Linked DNA regions of Urocitellus parryii: region 2 is linked to region 1. A link is a contact called in public Hi-C data. All regions are on one chromosome and are shown on one strand. Each heading gives the region's core, a stretch centred on a gene start, on an enhancer-like site or on the middle of the called end of the contact. The rest is flanking DNA. Distances are from core to core; before and after follow the strand shown.

The links. A called contact is a pair of places that touch in the nucleus more often than the background predicts.
Region 2: a contact with region 1 is called in a Hi-C map of muscle, with 4 times the contacts expected there. The contact joins the promoter of Mcmbp here to the promoter of Tial1 in region 1. A contact is called at or near these places in 2 of 2 Hi-C or Micro-C datasets (liver and muscle).

The regions. Positions count from the first base shown.
Region 1 is chr5:200,576,875-200,583,711 of mUroPar1.hap1, reverse strand. Tial1 (TIA1 cytotoxic granule associated RNA binding protein like 1) reads left to right here and starts at 3,604. Exons shown (of 12, transcript XM_026384163.2): 1 at 3,604-4,135. The coding sequence starts at 4,104.
Region 2 is chr5:200,850,565-200,856,962 of mUroPar1.hap1, reverse strand. It overlaps Mcmbp (minichromosome maintenance complex binding protein), which reads left to right and starts at 2,274. Exons shown (of 16, transcript XM_026384260.2): 1 at 2,274-2,609. The coding sequence starts at 2,552.

The DNA.
Region 1 (6,837 bases), core at 2,355-4,854:
TGTTACTTAGTTTCCATGAGAGTAGACTGTTATAAAAAGAGTGAACCTGGCCTCTGACTTCCTGTCTTACCAAGCAGATTATTCACTTGTACTTCCATTGTGACCCAATTTGCCATGTTGTGGTAGAGCCAACAGGGACCCATCAGAGGCCAAATAGACAAGGCCACCCTATCTTGGACTTTCAGCTTCCAAATGGTAAGCTTAATTGACCTCTTTACAAGTACCCAGTGTCAGGTATTTTGTTACAGCAACAGAAAACTATGATAAATTCATTTGGTAAATACCTAGGGGTTATGTTTAGCTTTGTAAGAAAATGTCAAACTTCCAAAGTGGCTTCCACTGACATGAATGAGAGTTCCTGCTGCTTTAAGTCTTCCCCAGCATTTGGCGTCCTCAGGGTTTTGCATTTTTAGCCATTCTAATAGGTGTATAGTGGGCATATATGTGATATATACTTTTCATAGGACTACATATATATGTAACACAATTCTGTAAAAGGAAAGCAAGAAATAGTAAATGAAAAGCCAGGCACAGTGGTGCACACCTATCATTCCAGCTGAAACAGGAGGATTTCAAGTTCAAGGCCAGCCTCAAAATTTAGCAAGATCTTGTCTCAAAAAATTTTTTTATTTATTTTTTAAATATTTTATTTTTTAGATTAAGGTGGACCCAATATCTTTATTTTTATGTGGTGCTGAGAATCGAACCCAGTGCCTCACGCATGCCAGGCAAGCACGCTACCACTTGAGCCACATCCCCAGTCCCTTGTCTCAAAATTAAAAAAAAAAAAAAAGCTGGGATTATAACTCAGTGGTAGAGTGTCTTTGGGCACATTCTGAAGTACCGCAATAAATAAACAAACAAGTACACAGGATGATGGTTACCCAAGGTGAGGGGGATAAATTAGTACTGTTGTGTGACACATACCATACATTCAGATGTAAATTGCTGTGATGACTTTTTAAGATTTGCAGCTATTATATTAAGTTCCTAAATTAGCAATAAGTAAACTGATACTGCCCACTGAGGTGTCTATGTCCTAATCCCTAGAACATATGAATGTGGGCTGGGGATGTGGCTCAAGCGGTAGCACGCTTGCCTGGCATGCGTGCGGCCCGGGTTCGATCCTCAGCACCACATACAAACAAAGATGTTGTGTCTGCCGAAAACTAAAAAATAAATAAATAAATATTAAAACTCTCTCTCTCTCATAGTTCAGGACATCTGTTATTAAAAAACTAAATAAATAGAACATATGAATGTTTTTGTTTTTTGTTTTTGTTTTGTACTAAGGATTGAATCCAGAGATGCTTCATCATTGAGCTACATTTCCAGCCCTTTTGATTTTGATATAGGGTCTCACTTAGTTGCTGAGTTCTGGGCTGGAGATGTAGCTCAGTGATACACTGATACACTTGCCTAGCATGTGCAAGGCTCTGGACTTACTTCCCAGCATCATAAAATGTATAATAGATATATAGATAAAGGATAAAATTAAAAAAAAAAAAAGTTGCCAGGCGCAGTGGCACATGCCTATAATCCCAATGGCTCAAGAGGCTGAGACGGGAGGATTGGGAGTTCAAAGCCAGCCTAGGGAACTTAGTGAGATGCTAAGGAACTCAGTGAGACCCTGTCTCTAAATAAAATACAAAATAGAACTGGGGATGTGGCTCAGTGGTCGAGTGCCCCTGAATTCGACCCCTGGTACCCTTTCCCCCCAAAAAAAGTTGCTGAGGCTGGCCTCAAACTTGTGATTCTCCTGCTCAGCCTCCTGAATCACTGGGATCACAGATGTGTGCCACTGCTCCAAGCTGAATGCTTTGTATATAAAAGGGGACTTTGCAGATTCGATTGAGGATCTTCAGATGCAGAGATTATCCTGGTCAAAGTAATCACCTAAAATCATCGAAAGAAAGAAAAGGAGGCAGGAGGACCAGCCAGAAAGACAGCATTGAAGGAAAGAAGATATGCAACAGTTTTTGAAGATGGAGAAAGGGGCTAAGAGTAAAAAAATCAGGCAGTCTTTAGAAACTGGAAAACACAAATCAGCCCTGTCAACATCTTGATTTTAACCCAGTGAAACTGAACTTGGGCTTGAAACCTCCAGAATTCAGATAATAAATTCATGTTGTTTTAAGTCTCTAAATTTACACTAATTTGTTATAGTGGCAACAGAAAACGAATACATTGGGCTAGGCACTGTCAGTGAATTGGATTATGATTAATCCAATTCTGTACCTAGGTTCAAGTTAAAAAATAAATAGATTCAACTTTTCAATGGTTCCTCACTGCTTGGAAGATAAAACTCCAACCCCTCAGCATGGCATAGATCCTTGACAACATGGTACTACAGGCCCAGGCTTAAATCTCTAGCACTGAAGACCAAGTCCACATTGCTGCCAACACTCCCACCCCTAGACCCAGACATTTTACCCATAGATGCTGGCCTCTGAACCCTTTAGCTATTCCCATTGAGTCTTATGGGGCTCGACTCCTTTGTCAACCGTTCTATGAAGTCCTCCAGGTTAAAATCTCCCTCCCCACCAATTGACAGTACCATGCGTTGCTGCATGGCTGATGGTGCCTACAAGATTAGGATCCGATGGTACCTGCAGAGGTCTTCAGAAACAACTCTGTTAACTGCGAACTGTCAGGTCAGGCAAGAGACTGAAAGTCCTCTCTTCACCTCCACCCTTCACTCATCCACAAGAGCTGCTACAAATTGTGTGCTTTTTCCTGTCGGTGCTGAGGAGGTAAAAAAGCATACGGAGGACTGGTGTGTGTGGGGGGGTGAGGGGCTGCAGAGCTAATTTGAACGTGGCTTTCCACTTCTTCAAGCAAGACTTCCTTCCCCACATGGCTGATGTCTGTAAACACAACCTTAAATCTACGCATTTCTGTTAAAAGACTTTTACTTCCACGATTAAATACGGGGGAAAGGAGGGCAAGTCATTCAAATGGACGGCTGCTCGTCTCACCCGCTAACCCGACGAGATATGGAAGGTAGGCAGCCCTCCGAAACGTACAGCAACCTACCAGACTACCTCGTCTAGGAATTCCTATCTGCGGGAAAAGGCGCCCCAAAGACGCGACCGGCCCCTGGGGAGCCCGCGGTCCGTCAAGTCCCGCCAGGTGCCCGCCAGGCCAGCCTCTCTCGGGCCAGGCGCGAGTTGGCGGTTGATGACCGCGGGCCAGCCGTTCTGCCTCCAGAGGAAGGCCGGCAGGGCCTGATAGCTCTGACAACACGCGGAGCCGGCGCACCGCCTGAGCCGCAGTTGAAGAAACCGCTCTTGGCCAGGACGGAGGCGGAGCCGACGCTCACGCCCGGCCAACAGAAGAGCCTTAAGATGCCTGGAGCGGTCCTGAAGCCGCCCCCGGCGCGAGGCACGCTGGAACTTGTAGTTCACTTCCCGGACAGCGACTCTCCCACTCGGCCGGCCCGCGTTTTACCGTCGCTTGTTCTCTTCCCTCCCCTCCCGGCACGCCGACTTCCTGGTGGCCGCACGCCCTCACGTACGACTACACTACCCAGAAGTCTCTCCTGCGCGTCCCGGCGAGGCGCGGGGTCTCCTTCGGACTACAGTTCCCAGAAGTCTCCTGGAAAGTGCTTCCCTCGCTCCTTCCCAGGACCGCGATTCCCAGAGACTTCACTTCACGACGTTTCTCTTTTTGCCCGATCTCTGCTGGAACTGGCTGGGGTTCGGTCGGACGGCCAGCAGACAGGCTCTCGGCGACAACGGAGTCGTCGTGAACTGGCACAGGGCTTGCTCCGCGGCCTGGCTTTCTGCCCCCCTCAGCTCTCCCGGGGCAGGCCGTCGCGGCTGGCCTGAGCGGTGACCTGGCGGGCCGCGCCTGCGCCCTGCCCCGTTTCCTGCCTGGCTGGTGGCGGCGGCCATTTTGTTCATCCTCCTCCTCCTTCTGCTCCTCCTGGTTGGAGCGCAGTGTCCGGAGCGGGCTGGGGGGAGAAAGCCCTAGAGCAGGGTTCGGTGCCTTTTCCTCTGTCCCCAGCCGGTGCCCGGAGCCCCCCTCCCCTTCCTCCCCACCCCCTCCCCTCCCCAACCCTGCCCTCCCCCTTGTCCCGGGATCGCTCCGTCGCACCCACCATGATGGAAGACGACGGACAGCCCCGGACTCTGTGAGTACCCGAGACCGGGGGTGCCGGGAGCCTAGAGGCCCGGGCACCGCGGGACGCTAAGGGAGGGAGCAGGAGACAGGGGGCCGAAGCCGGGACTCTCGGCGGCTCCCTGGCCGGGGCGGCGTGGACGCTAAGTGCATTCCTCATCTGTCCCCTTTTCCTAGGGAAGGAAGCCCTCCCTGCCCCCAAACGCAGTCACTTCCTGGGGTCTGAGGCTTGTCCCGACCTTTTCCTCTCGCGCCCTTCTTCGCGCACCTTTCCCAGGCCTGGCTTCTGCATCCGCTGAGGCTGTCAGGCCCGAGAGAGCTTCTGCTCCCCCTGTGCTTGGGGGCCCTGGGCTGGGCCGGGAGCTGCCGGTCCCCACGGGGGCTGGGCCTGGTGGAGGTGGGACTGGGGGTGGGACCGTCGCTGCATCCCTTGCGGGCCCGGAGGAATTAGCGCTCACGCCCTCCACGTCCCGGGCTTGAGGCGCCCCCGGCTCTTTGCCCGAACTCGGCTCTCGGAGGAAGCCAGACACTCTTCAGCCTCGGGAGCCCCTGGTCTCTTTCTGCCCCACGTGCCCCCGCCCACGCTGTCAGAAACACCCGCCCAGCGCCCGCTACTTTTGAAGTGCAAGCGGAATGCCTCTGGCCGCCGCAGCATCGCTCCCTTCTCGGAGAGCGAAGTTTACTTTGAGCGCGCCCTACGCCAAACTGACAACCAGTTGTTACACTCTTTTGCTGTTTGGTGTTGCCGCCTCCTAATTGGTGTGTCGAAATCATCAGAAGCAGATAGAATCATGTCTTCGTTCGCTATACGATGCGTGTTTGGGGGGCGCTTCTTTGGTCTTGCTGTTGCATTTTGCCCAAAGCCCAATCTAATGAATGGATTTCATCTTCCAACCACCTAATTCGAGTTTTCCTTCCTTTTCCAATGAAGAGTGATGACTCAGCAATTACATTTCTTTCTGAATAGCGTGGCACTCTTTTTCTTCTCTTGTATCTTTTTTTTAATTTTTATTTTTAGTCTGAGTTATTTCTAATTGTTTAAATTGCGCACCTTTGGCATTCCCAGCCTCTGAGGCCCAGTTCTCCTACCCTGAGTAACAAGGAGTCCAATCTCTGCTTTGTTTCCCTTGCCTGTGCCTGATATTGATATGATCAGAGTTCACTTGGCTGGGTTATCTGCTGGGGAAAGTACTTTTTGGGGAATAGATGAAGGTAGATGGACACTCAGGAGGTTGATTAGCTTCTCAAAACTTCACTCCTACCAAAAAAAGTATACGCTCCCTAAAGAAGGTAGACTTATATGTTCAAACTTGATTTTTTTTTTTTCGCCTGTATTTTCTTTTTGTTCCTATTTCTTTTAGTGTCTTACTCTGAAGTACTTGTCATCCTGTTTTGGGAATTTAAGGCCAATTTAAGCACATCTACTACTTGAATGAAAGGCTTGCTCAGTAGAACTTTTTTTTGTTGTCTTCCATTTTTTGCCCATCTTCCCAGAAAACAGAATTAGGACAAATTTGAAATTTGTCCTCAACATCTGTTGAAGCCAAAGCTTGGTAGTTAACATCTGGGAAAGTTAGATTTAGGGGCTATCATGTATTTAAGGAAGATAACAGTTATATTGTATCTGAAATGTCATCATCGCATCATAATAACTATTGAATAATTGGTAATTTCTTATGGCTAATGTCTCATTTAATTGTATCATTTGTTCCCAAGAAGAGGAATTCCTGGTTTTGTCCTTCTAAATAATGTACTTTTTCAGTATCTTTCATTCATATAGTTATCTATGCATATGCCTTGTTTTCATTTCTATTGTACCTTCTCCAGTAGTCTAATAAGCTAATTCTTTGTTACTTCCTACCACTACCTTTTCCAGTATCTTGTCCTTTCTCTGAAACATACTTAAGTTGTCTGTGTTTATTATATTTATCTAAAAATGTGACATGTATACATAGGAGTAAATAAAGATCTAAGCTCTGTTATTTCTCAATGTAGTACATGTTTACAACTCTCCTTTATTCTTCCTTTTTCCTTCTCCCACTTTTCCTCCATGGGAAGGTTTTTATTGTTTAAGATAAGGACTGCTACATCTTCCTAGGTCTTACCCTTTAAGCACTTAGTTCACTGCTGGGAACGTAAGAGGTACTTAATAAACATTTTGCAATGATTATATTTTTCTCATTAAATCAGTTTTAAGTCCCTTTTTAATAGTCCTGATTGATTTAAATTATAGGCAGACATTATTGTCATACCTTGGGCAGTTGATTTGTGTGTGTGTATGTGTGTGTGTGTGTGTGTGTATAAACCTTCAAATGTAAAATCTTGAGATAAAATCAAATGTTTCACAATTCAGATTTTTGCCAGCATTTAATAAAATTAATGCATAATAATTTTTAAAAAGTGTACGTTTTATATATTTCTGAAAGGGCTCTTTTAGATACAAATAATGTAATGGAAACTGAACATGATTTGAAGGTTGTTATCTAGTAAGGTTTGGTTTTGTTAGTTTATGGAGATCCTATGTTTTGCCTTGTGATCTATGGATGAGCTTTTCAAGTGGCTAGTATGTTTTTAAAGAATGTACTCTTAACAAAACTTATCTTAACCTGTTTTCCTTAAAATGCCTGTGTGTTACTAGTGAGGTTTTTTTCCTGCAGACACACACAAGCTAAGACATATGGTTCTATCTTCAGAAAACAATATGGTGTTTATAGC
Region 2 (6,398 bases), core at 1,025-3,524, 270 kb before region 1:
TGATAGGTTAAATGTTAAAGGTGGGGGAATGTAGCTCAGTGGCAGAACACTTGCCTAGCATTCATGAGGCTCTGGGTTCAATCCCTAGCACCACAAATTTCAAATATAAAAACCTAAGCATAAAAACACTCAGACTTAAACACTTCTTCAGGTCTTCCTTTTCTCATAAAACACAAAGCCATGAACTCAGAAAGGAAGAAAGTAATTTTCCCCCCACAGTTACCACTGCTGAATTGATATCAAGGTGCAATTCAGAAGAAGTGCATCTGAATTTAATGATTTAAACTCATTTCTATGTCATAACTTTAATTTGTATATTACTAGGCACAAAGCTAAAATACAAGAGTTCCCCCATTTAGCACCAGGGACTTGGCAACCCTCTGTGCTGAAAGAATGGTGTCAGCAATGTCCCAGACTTCACCCTTTTCTCAGCTCACTAAACTCACAAGGAACAAGTGTATAATCCAGTATGTCAATAAGGAGTTCACAATGAGAAATTCAAAATACCTCTTTTGTCCTGAAGTAAACTAGAATGTCACCCCAAAACATGCCACTCTGACAAAAGGGTTGAGCTGAAGGCAAATGAGAAGCTCATACAAGAAAAGTCCCCTGCTCTCCCATCGTTCACCTAAAAACCAGGACATAAAGTTCCAAAGGTGTCCCTCCCGATATCTACCAAAGACAAAGGATAATCACCAAAGACACCTTTAGACTCTTACCAAGCCAGAGATGGTAAGAGACATAGCAAAGTTCACTAGCTGAACTGTGTCTACCTTTAGTCTCCTGAATTTTTGCTTTCCCAGTTTGTCACCTTTGGAAACCTAAAACTGTTTTCCTCTGTCATTCTCCACAATCTATTTTTTTTTTTTGACAAAGATGCTATAAAAGGCTAATTCTAAACCCTTCCTAAGTTACTCTTCTCCAAGTTTCCCCCATATATACATGAGATATACAGTTGATCTGCTTTTCTCTTGGTGTATGCTTTGTTAAGGGGTCCCACTGCAGAACAGGAAAAGTTTTTCCCCTCCCCTACACCCCTAAGGAGGACTTCAGGCTCCAAAGGCTGATTCGGTGTGCTTGTTTTTGAGGTGCTGGGGAGGGATCCGGTGCCTGTTGCAAGCTCCAAGTGAGCTTCTGCCCTGCGAAGTGGGGTTAGTTCTTCAGCTCCCCACTTTATTGACTCCATTCGGATCATGCACCCTTTCCCAGCTGAGAGGATGCTGCTGTGAGGAGATCTGGTTTTCTTTTTCTTTTCTTTTTTTTGGGGGGTACCAGGGATTGAACTCAGGGGCACTCGACCCCTGCGCCACATCCCAGCCCTATTTTGTATTTTATTTAGAGACAGGGCCTCACTGAGCTGCTAAGTGCCTGGCGGTTGCTGGGGCTGCCTTTGAACTCTTGATCTTCCTGACTCAGCCTCCGGAGCAGCTGGGGTTAGAGGCGTGATAAGACCTGGCTTTCTGAGGTGCATTCCTGGCCTCAGTGGCACCGCTGAACTTGTCCCACGTCTCCTCAGCAAAGGGTGACGGCGGGGCTTCACTCGCACGCCTTGGTGGCGCGCGGCCGTCCCGGCCCGAGAGACGCGGGGTACTCCCTGCCGCTCCAGGTTCCGCGCCAGGGCTGGGCCGGCGGTGGGTTTTCGGGCACCTGCCTCTACCAGGAGCCGGTCCCTCGGCCTCGGGGCCTGGGACGGCAGCCAGGGCGCGTGGGGGTCTTAGAAGTGCAAGCTTCCCTCAGACGGCTCTGCGGCTCGGGGCGTCTTTTCTTAGGGGTTCGGAGCCGGCGCGCGGGTGTCCGCCCGTAGTGCCAGCCACCGCAGAGGCTGGGCCGCACGTTCGAGGCCAGCCCTGTCTCAAAATTTAAAAAGGGCCGAGGATGCAGCTCAGCGGTACGGCGCCCCGAGTTCAGTCCCCAGTCCCCCCACCCCGTCGCTCCAACAGGATTGAGGGCACAGCGTCAAAGAAAAGCGTTGCCATCAGCAAAAAAGAAAAAAAAATAAGCAGGAAAAGGAGCTGGACTGACGTCTAAGGCTCCTCCATCCCTAACTTTTCCCAGAGCCGACTCTGCGGACTCCTGGGGCTCCGCCTTTCGAGCCCCCGCGCCAGGACGCGTACTCAGTTCGCGAGCGGACTCTGGGAGGCCCGGGCACGCCCGCTCGAGTGACACGCGGCGCCTTCCGTTGCCCGTCTCCAAGATGGCGGCGGCCCCGCCCCGGGCGAGCCGGCCCGCCCTCCTGCCCGTACGCGGGGCCGCGCCGCGCGCCCCCGCCGCCCCTCCCGCGCGAGCTCCACCCAGGTCGCAGGCAGCGCGGTCGGCGGCGGCTGTTTCCCGCCATTGTGCGAAGTGGAGGTTGGGGGTCCGCGCGCTGCACCTGCAGGTCGCCAGCGGCTCCTCCGCAGCCGCTGCTCTCGGAGGCCGGGTGGCCCGCGCCCCGCCGTGCGTGGGAGGGCGCGGGCGAGGAGCGCGGAGCCCCTGACGAGGAGCTGGGCGCCGGCCGCTCGGCCCGCGGAGAGCCGCCGCCCGCGCCGCGCCGGCCCCGGCCCTCGGCGAGATGCCCTGCGGGGAGGACTGGCTCAGCCACCCGCTCGGGATCGTGCAGGGCTTCTTCGGTGAGTGGCGCGCCGGGGGCGGGCCGGGCGGGTCGCTGAGTTCGCCGGGGCGGGCCGGCCGCGCGGTCCCCACGAGGGACCCCGGAGCGCGCGTGCGGCCCCTGGCCTGGCCCGGACAGCCCTCTCCGGGCCGCGGCTGCAGGTGCCTCCCACCTGCCCGGCTCGCGGCGCGGGCGGGGAAGCGCGGCCGCCAGCACTTGCCGTGATTGACGGCCTGGCGCCCGCCCGGGGCCCAGCCCCGAGTGCCGCAGACTCGGGGAGGTCCTCGAGCCCGGGGAGGGCCCGCGGAGGGCCCGCGGAGCGGTGGCGAAGGAAGCCACCCTGCCTGTGCGAGCCTCGCAGGGTGTTTCAAAACTTCCGGTGTGTCGGGGAGTGCGGCCGCCTGGCTCCGAAGTTGACGCTCACCTCTGGGTTACACCAGCCTCTCCTCCAGAGAGCAGATTTAATGTGGTAGCTTCATTTTTCTGCTCAGATGACTTTACAACCCATCTGGTCTTGTGTGTGCTCCCGGGCCAGAGCTAGCAAGCAATGTTGAACTTCTTCCGTGAGTTTTTTACATAGAATGAGCTGAGAATGAGGCAGGCGAGCTCGGTAAATTTTAGTTGCAATTGCTGTTGCTACTTTTCAGCGAAGGTTACAGGAAGAAAAATGTAGATCCATTTCTCGTTGGCTGGGCCCTTTGATCCCCACCCCCTTCCCTAGCGTCTTTGCACTTAGGAATGGTGGATTCACAGTCAATCCGAAATCGCTGCTATATAGCAATACCTGATTCGTTTGTAGTTAGAGTTGGAGGGCCCTTGCCTATGTAAAACATGAGAAGGACTAGGGGTAGAGCTAGTCCTTAACATAGACAGTGCTCTGGGTTGAATAGATGCATCGTGGGAAAGTAAGACTACTAAGAAACTAAGTAGTCTCCTAATTGATGACATAAAATGTATTTCTTATAGGAGGGCTCTTAGTGCTCATCGGCAACTTTATTATCTATAATTCTAACTAGTGTATGGTTTCTCAGACTGAAACCAAAGGCGGCAAATCCGAAGACTGCCTGGATAGACATCCAAATTATAGCCAGTGAACACTGACAACCAGATAAGAAATTAAAAACTGTATGTTAAAAGAAAACATGGAAAAGAGGTCTATCTCAATGGTAGATCATATGCCTACTATTCCAAGGCCTGGGTTCAGTCCCCATCAACTTGACATACAAAAGGCAGAATCACTATGTAGTTGGCCAGGGTTCTTTGAAAAGGGGATCTACATTCCTTCACTAAAACCTAGTAATTGAGCCAGGCTTGGTGATGCACAACTGTAATCCCAGCTACTCGGGAGACTGAGGCAGGAGGATTGCAAGTTCCAAACCAACCTAGACAACGTAGGGAGACCCTCAAGGATAAATAAAATGAAAAGGGCTGGGCTGTAGCTCAGTGGTAAAGCACTTGCCTAGCATGCATGAAGCCCTGGGTTCAATCCCTGATACTGAAATAAATAAATTCTAGTAATTGTTGTTAATAATAATGATTATTGGAACCACTAATTGGTGTCCAGAATAATGGCTCCAAAATGTTAAGTGAAGATTCAATTACAGTACTGGTTTAAAGGTATAGATGCATAACTAGATTTTAGAGAAAAAACCTTCTACAGTGAAAAGGTTTAATGCTTACAGCATTAAGTTCAAGATTCTGATATTAGAAAATTCATTTATGAGAAATACCCTGGCTCTTGGTGGATTAATAAGATGATTTTAAATTTGACACAGATTTGAATGTATTTGTGTCAGATTTTTGTTCCCTAAGTGTGTGATCTTAAGCATATTTGAGCATGGTGCAGAAAGAATACAATTTAGTAATGAAATACTGGGTGTACAGTATTTTATAAATTTGGTGGATTGTTGTGGGAATGTAAACTTGGTTTTCCCCAGTCATGGTGGTTTTGTTGCTTCTGCTGCTGCAGTCCTGGGGTTTGAACCCAGAACTGCTGTACCACTAAGCTACATTCCCAGCCCTTTTTATTTTTTGTTTTTGTTTAGCTAAATTGCCTTAAACTTGGAATCTTCCCGTTTCAGCCTCCAGAGTAGCTGGTATTACTAGAATTATAGTTGTGTGCCACATTGTCTGGTTTGCTTGTTTTGGGTACTAGGTAATGAACCCAGGGGTACTTTACCACTAGCCACATCCTCATTCCTTTTTTATATTAGAGACTGGGTCTCAATGAGTTGCTTAAGGCCTCAATAAGTTGTTGAGGCTGACTTTGGGGAGGGGCAGGGATATATCAGGGATTGAACTCAGGGCATTCACTTGACCATTGAGCCTCATGCCCAGCCCTATTTTGTATTTTATTAAGACGGGGTCTCACTGAGTTGCTTAGTACACCTCATTTTTGCTGAGGCTGGCTTTGAACTCTCCATCCTCCTTGCTCAGCCTCCTGAGCCACTAGAATTACAGGCATGTCCTTCACACCTGGCTTGAAGCTGACTTTGAACTAGAAATCCTCCTGCCTCAGCCTCCTGAGCCGCTAGGATTATAGGCGTGTACCACTGCACCCAGCTTCTTGTTCTTGTTGAACAGAAACTTAACATCATTTTCACTAAGCTTATCCAGCAATTCATGCACATTATTTACTCAAACTTATTTTCTTTTTGTAGATGTTCTTCAGTGAGTCCTCCAAATTAGTCTTCTAATTTGTGCCAGTTGCTTTTATAAGTTTGTTGCATAGATGTCATCCTTGGAATTCCACCACCACCACCCCCTTTGTATTCATGAGCTCATTCTGTTCTTCTTGGATCTCATATCTTCCTCTTCAGTGGATTCTTCTTTTAGATTTTAAAATATTCTTTTAAAAGTTGGTGTGAGGGGCTGAGGTTGTAGCTGAGTGGAAGAGTGCTTGCCTTGCATGTGTGAGGCACTGGGTTCGATTCTCAGCACTGCATATAAACAAATAAATAAATAAAGATCCATCAATAACTAATAAAATATTTTTTTAAAAAACATTGTGTGTGAGAAGTGGGTTGGGGCCATAGGTCAGTGGTAGCACCACTTGCCTAGCACCCGAGAGGGTTCAATCCTCAGCACCACATAAATGAATAAACAAACAAATAAATAAAAGCTATTTTTTTAAAAAAGTTGATGTGAGAAGAGGACAAGAGGCACCTTACATATTGATAAAAGCCAATTCATCAGTAACATGTAGAGCTTAAAACAGCATGAAAATTGGCAGAAGTGAATGAAGAGATGGGCAAACCTGCAGTCACTTTTGGGAATTTTACTACTCTTCTCTCAGTTCTTGAGAGACCCAGCAGATAAAGAATCAACAAGGATGTAGAATTGCAGATCATCAGCCAAGCAGATCTGCTTGACACTCGTCCATCTAACAATACTATAATGCAAGTCCAGTTAAAGTGTACCTGGAACCAGGTTCATTGCGATAATTTGTGTCCTGAATCATAAGCCAAATATCAGAAAAGTCCTGAAAGAGTAAGTCACAAAGTGTGCTCTCCTGCAGTATGAAAGTAGATTGGCAGTCAGTAATAGAAGGTAAAAGGAAAATTCAAACTTGTAGAATTAACACTTCTAAACAATCCATGAATCTAAAAGAAGTCTCTAGGGAAATTGTTAAGTATCATAAACTAAACAAAATGAAATCATGACAAATCAAAATATGTAAGCACAGCCAAAGAGGGTTTAGAGGCATTACATGTGTTAATTGGTAGAGAACAGTCTCATCAATAATCTAAGCTCCCACATATGAAACCAGAAATGGGCTAAAGTAAACTCAAATCAGACAAGGGAAAGG